2 separate regions of the Zea mays genome follow, and region 2 is linked to region 1. A link is a contact called in public Hi-C data. All regions are on one chromosome and are shown on one strand. Each heading gives the region's core, a stretch centred on a gene start, on an enhancer-like site or on the middle of the called end of the contact. The rest is flanking DNA. Distances are from core to core; before and after follow the strand shown.

Region 1 (2,802 bases), core at 301-2,800:
CCAAATCTCAGTCCATAAGGTTACCGCAGCGATGCTCGTCAGGGGGAGCCTGACAACATTCAGCATGCCGACGAGGACGGTGGACGCTTGGAACCAGGGCCGTTCCTGACTTTTCAGGGCCCCGTGCGAAATCTGATACGGAGGCCTATCCATATATATATATATATATAATTATACAAATACTATTAAATATTTGACGTATAAAAATTATTATGCACTATTTTAAAGTTTTATAAGATAACAAATGTAAAATATAGTCAAAACACTTACTTATTCTCTGATATTATTAATAATATCTTCTAACATTTTGTGATACAAAGTCATTGCTTATATCATTGAGATAAATCTCATCCAACAACTTTTTTTGATATATAGAATCGCCAAGCCATTTGATCTCTCTTGAGTTATTGTTGGCCATAAATAGTTCACAAAAATATTTCAATTTTAAAAAGCTTCTCTCTATCGATGTAACCATCATATGTATAGTAAATAGTACTCTCTCTATATCAAAATAGAATTTGTTTTGCTTCTTTAGCAGATTCATCATCATCTAGTTGAATATAAACATAAAAATCAAGAGCTAAACTATCTTACGGATAGAGTATTCGATAAGTAATTGAGATATTAGTTTAATAATCTAAACGAGACTGGTCGATAGCGCAATCGTTTTTTGCGTATTTGTGTCTAGAATAGATAAATTTAATAGGAAAAAATGCTAGCGTTTAATGGCTATGGGGCTCTATATTTTTGGGGCTCCGGTGCGGCCGTACCCTCGGCAACCCCTCAGGAACGGCCTTGCCTGGAAGGCTGGAACAGCATGTCGGTGACGCCGAAGACGCCCAACTGGAACGTGACTGTCGTCCACACCATCACATACGCATACGCCGCATGGCCACCATGAGCAAACCGCTCTGACTCGCGCCATGACCAAATATCTGAATATGAATATCAAGAAGAGGGAGGGAGCATCTACACTCATGCTCTTTCACGCAGCGCTCGCCGAAGTCGGGGCTCCGGCTGCGTAGCCATCATCGACTATGCCAGGCGAAGTTCGTGTGCCAGCGATGGGATCCTATATATACTTAGGGGTAGTTTGAGAGCCATAAAACCGGACGGGATTTGAGGGGATAGAATCCCCTTTCTATTCAAATTTGAATAAAAAGAGGATTCTGTCACCTCCAATTCCCTCCGGTTTTGTGTCTCCCAAACTAGCTCTTATGGACTACAAATTTTCAGACCCTAGATGCGATAGGAGACACAGAGAAAGAAAAGTAACGGTGAGAAGGCGGCTATCGGAGGAGATCGACGCCCAGAGAAAGGAATCCGCGTCGTAGCCATCGTCACCGTGACGCCGTCGCTTGCCCTTTGCGCCTATTGCCTCATGGGCTCATCCGCTCATGGCTGCTTCGCGTGGGAATATTTTCCACCCCGAATGACCAGGCGCCATTCCAAGCCAGAGGCAACAAAAAATGTCTGGACTCGACTGGCACCGTTCCAGGGCGGGGGCAACAGGGGCTTAACCGAACGCGTTTGTTTTGGGCAGGGGTTGTTTCCAGGAGGTGTGATCCACGGGGATGGGTCCGTGATCCCGGCCGGAAAAGGCTTAACCGAACAGCGTGCGAATTGCGAACGAGGGTCAGCGCGTTCGAGCCCAATACACCACAGCACGGCACGGCACGGCACGGGGCCACACATGACCAGACCTGACCTGATCGATCGCCTACGCCCCACGCAACGCCACGAGCCCACGACGCACCCCGCAAGCGAAGCAAAGCAAGCCCCAGGCGGCGCCGCCGGCGGAGGACGCGATGGGGAATAAGATCGCGCGGACGACGCAGGCGTCGGCGACGGAGTACTACCTCCACGACCTGCCGTCCACCTACAATCTCGTGCTCCTCGACGTCGTCAGCCGCGGCCGCTTCCTCAAGTCCGTCCGCTGCAAGCACGACGAGGGGTTGCTCCTCGTCAAGGTCTACTTTAAGCGCGCCGGCGAGTCCATAGACCTCAAGGTAATCCGCCCGCGGCCGCGGCTGGCGGCTGCTCGCAGGCGCCCCGCCAATCCCCTCGTGACTTTATTCGGATTTGGTTCCGGATCGTGGTCGTGAGATCCCGCTGCTGGTTTTGCAGGAGCACGAGCGGAGGCTGGAGCGGATTAGGAACGCGTTCAAGGGGATCGAGGGGTCCCACGTATGGCCCTTCCAGGTGAGGATTCCGTGCTTAGGGCTTACGGTTTCGCCTGTGGGGCGTAGGCTGTAGCTTCATAAAAGAGGGGGCATTGGCGACGCTATTCCAATGCGCAATTGCATGTTTTACTGTGGTTTATCGGATTTTTATCCCATGTGCTGCATGTATGTTTGGTTCAGCTAAGTTTACAGTACAAGGTTTTGTGTTTTTGGCAATAAGTTAATTTAACCGCCCTTTCAAGTGGTGTTGTATTTTTTTTGGCATTATATGCTGCGAGTTACCTATTTCGATTAAGTCCTGATGAAAAGTTAGTGATATAGCCAGTTTATTTGGATGTTTTCTTCCACAAGCTGGCATGTTACTGAAATACTAAGATAGTATGAATCAATAAATGTACGTTGCAATTCAGTTCACTTGCTGAATTGGCTTCCAGTGTTGTTCAGGTTTGGCTGCAAACAGATAAGGCAGCATATCTCTTGAGACAATACTTCTTCAGCAACTTGCAAGATCGGTTGAGTACACGCCCTTTCCTCAGTCAGGTTGCAAAGAAATGGCTTGCCTTTCAGGTGACGTCTCTTTTCTTTGGTGTGTATTTACAAAGGCGTAGAAGTTGATCCT
Region 2 (2,998 bases), core at 44-2,543, 320 kb before region 1:
ATATTGGACACCAATTAAACAAATAAAACAGTAATACTTTTTCTCGAGTTATGACCCAAAAAATTGGTATTCATGAACCCACAACACAACTGCTAAATACTAGCTAAGACAGGATTCGATAGGCTATGTGAGTTTGTCACTTAGGCAAGCTTTCAATCCACATTTCAAAAGCAGAGTAACAAAAGCGTCTGTCTAGATGCACAAATTTAATATATGCCAGCTAAGACCTGCATCGAAAGTATCAGCCCTAACACAGCGGTTTAGAGACTAAATTGACATTGAGATACATGCATGAAAATTCAATACCATCTGTTAAGCTTAAGATTTGAAGGAAGATCATGTCTATTACACCGGGCTCACAAAACTCATATGCCCCATCTTCAGACGCTATTGCAATAAGTGACAGAAGTTCAAAGCATTCTTCAGTGATTGCTGGATCAGTCCTGCAGCAAACGATGCAGCTACAATCATAAGCAAACATGCATCGCAAGCAAAGCATCAAACGTAGCTAGTGATATCAAAATGGTTGGCCTCGGCTCTTAATAGATTCAAAATAGGATAGCAACTGTGTATTCCACTGGTAGGGATTGCAAAATCAGTAGTACTGCTCCGTTAGTATGGAGTATGGAGCATCAAAAGCTCAAAGAGAACAAATTTCTTACGATTTGGCGACAACCTCGGCGACTAGGGGCACGGTGGAAACGACACCCTCGTCGGCCGCAACCTCCGGGACGCGCGCGAGCCCTGCGAGCACGGTGACGGCGAGCCGCATGTATGCCTCTCGCTCCTCCTCCTTCCCGCCCTCCACTTTCCCCAACCCTGCGCCCACGAAGCAGAAATCGATGAACCACTGACCCCCCCCCCCCCCCCCCCCCACTACCACGAGGCGCGCTTCCAGGCGTGTCTCTTACCAGTGTTGAGGAGGCGTCGGAGGAAGCGGGGCCCGACGGCGCGGTAGACGTTGGCGACGGCGTCGGCGTCGCCCGCGCGGCAGACGTTGGCGGCGACTAGCAGGCCCGCCAGCTTCTGCTCGTCGCGCTCGCCGCGGAGGAGGCGGAGGCAGTCTTCGAGCGGCGGGGCCGAGGTCACCACCGGCGCAACGGTAGCGGCGGTGGCCGAGGACGAATCCTGCAGGGGATTGGGGACGCAACAGGTGAGACCGTGAGAGGAGTGGCGGAGGGAAGGGGAAGTTAGGGTTCAGGGAGCGAGCAGATAGAGAGAGAGAACCATAGAAGGTTGTGGGCTGTGTGGCGGCGCGAGCGAGGAGAGCTTCTGCGCCGTGCCGGACTGCCGATGAACTGAGCGCTAGACTAGAAGCGCCGGGAGATTTCGAACCAAGTTACTCGGTGTCTCGGTGGGGCACAAACCAGTGAACCACGTGACATAAGAAATGTCACAAGGTTTGGTTGCTTGCCGATGAGATTTTTAACTTTTTAGGATATTTTTTATGCGGCTTCGACCATTTAACATGCTTGCGTTTGATTTCTAGGAAATAACACAAATAAGGTGTAATAGTTTGATTTTTCAGGACTCTGTCGTTTGAAAAGTAAAAACGTATTGTTGTCCTAAAAATTTTCATATAGACAGTAAAAAACAAAGTATTCCTGATCGATTACTTTTGTTGGCACCGTCGGATCTAGCCGACTGAGATTCGTCGTCTCTGGAAACAAGAAAATATTCTACAATTTCGCAAATCATTAGGAATAAACTAAACTGCAGCAGGCTAAATTGATTTATATTGTGTGCTTTGGAAAGAGATCTATTTGTTAAGGGTACTGTGGTTCTTTGTTATGTCCTAGAGAGGTAAAAAGGATGGAATTCACTAAAAAGATTGAAATTTGCTATCTAAATTGTTGATGTCCTAAGAAATCAAGGATGGGTGTCGTAATTGTGTCGTTTATGCAAAAACAATAAAACCTTACTCATTTTATCGAAGTAATAAGGAAGATAGATAAAAAAATACAATTATCACTATAGAGAGTCTAAGCTAGATGGTTCACGTGTTAATTGGCATTACATGTTGAGCACATATTAAGGACACCGTAAGAATAACTTTATAGAGGTACTCTAAAAACATGAGTTCAGTATAGTTGCTCTTCTATAATCTGTCATAGGAAATGAGCACAAGAGACTCTCACGATTAAGCCAATGGATCCAATAGCCACTCAATGATCCAACAAACTTTAGACCATCAAGATGACGATAATCTTTGAGAGTAACGAAAGTGTGACCAACCAAGTTACCCCACTAGTGTCACGAGATGCAACAACTACAAACAATTCAGTAAAAGTGATCTAGTTTTACCCAAACACTAAACTACAAGTTGTAAGTGAGTGGAGTGTGTTTCTCTAATCTCATTATATGTTCACTATTGTATAGAGTTGGGAGATATCAGTCATGGTTGGTCATAGATCTATTTATAACCCTATAAATGGATCTAATTGTTGTCTCTTGTGACATATAAATCAAGGTCACTGGACATGTCCATCGATTCCTGCACAATACATGACATACATGTATTGTGAATAGTATTACGTATCCAATGCGCTCACCAGGCAAGTCATACATGTTTGGTGAATAGTGAACCAAAATATATAGTTTATATGTTCTTTATGTGTTATATCTGGTGCACTATAGAACTAAAATATTTGTTTGACATGTTGTTTGAGTGTCCTATCTGGTGCATGCTGAGCATCACAATGCTCAACTAAAAACGATAAATGAATACAAGCAACTAAAAGCTATAAATGAATACAAGCCTGACTTTGTATCTGGTGTCATGCCACGTGCATCGCTAATATGTCAAATGACTATAGAAAACCTGCACCAAGAAAATTTTCTTATCTCATCTTCAAACATCTTTACTTTTAGAAGTTTTGCCAGCATATTATATCATAATTGGTGTTTTTGAAAGTATTTTCAATAAACATCTATGCTTGTTTTTCATACATGTTACTTAGATCTATTGAAATGTATATGATTACAACGCCTAGTGGCA

What was found. A called contact is a pair of places that touch in the nucleus more often than the background predicts.
Region 2: a Hi-C map of leaf shows a contact between it and region 1, with 8 times the contacts expected there. The contact joins the promoter of LOC100501247 here to the promoter of LOC103627860 in region 1.

The regions. Positions count from the first base shown.
Region 1 is chr5:222,152,479-222,155,280 of Zm-B73-REFERENCE-NAM-5.0, reverse strand. It overlaps LOC103627860 (serine/threonine-protein kinase VPS15), which reads left to right and starts at 1,550. Exons shown (of 12, transcript XM_008648172.2): 1 at 1,550-2,009; 2 at 2,128-2,202; 3 at 2,628-2,750. The coding sequence starts at 1,809.
Region 2 is chr5:222,473,476-222,476,473 of Zm-B73-REFERENCE-NAM-5.0, reverse strand. LOC100501247 reads right to left here and starts at 1,293. Exons shown (of 18, transcript NM_001196019.1): 1 at 1,228-1,293; 2 at 912-1,128; 3 at 663-819; 4 at 307-443. The coding sequence starts at 1,230.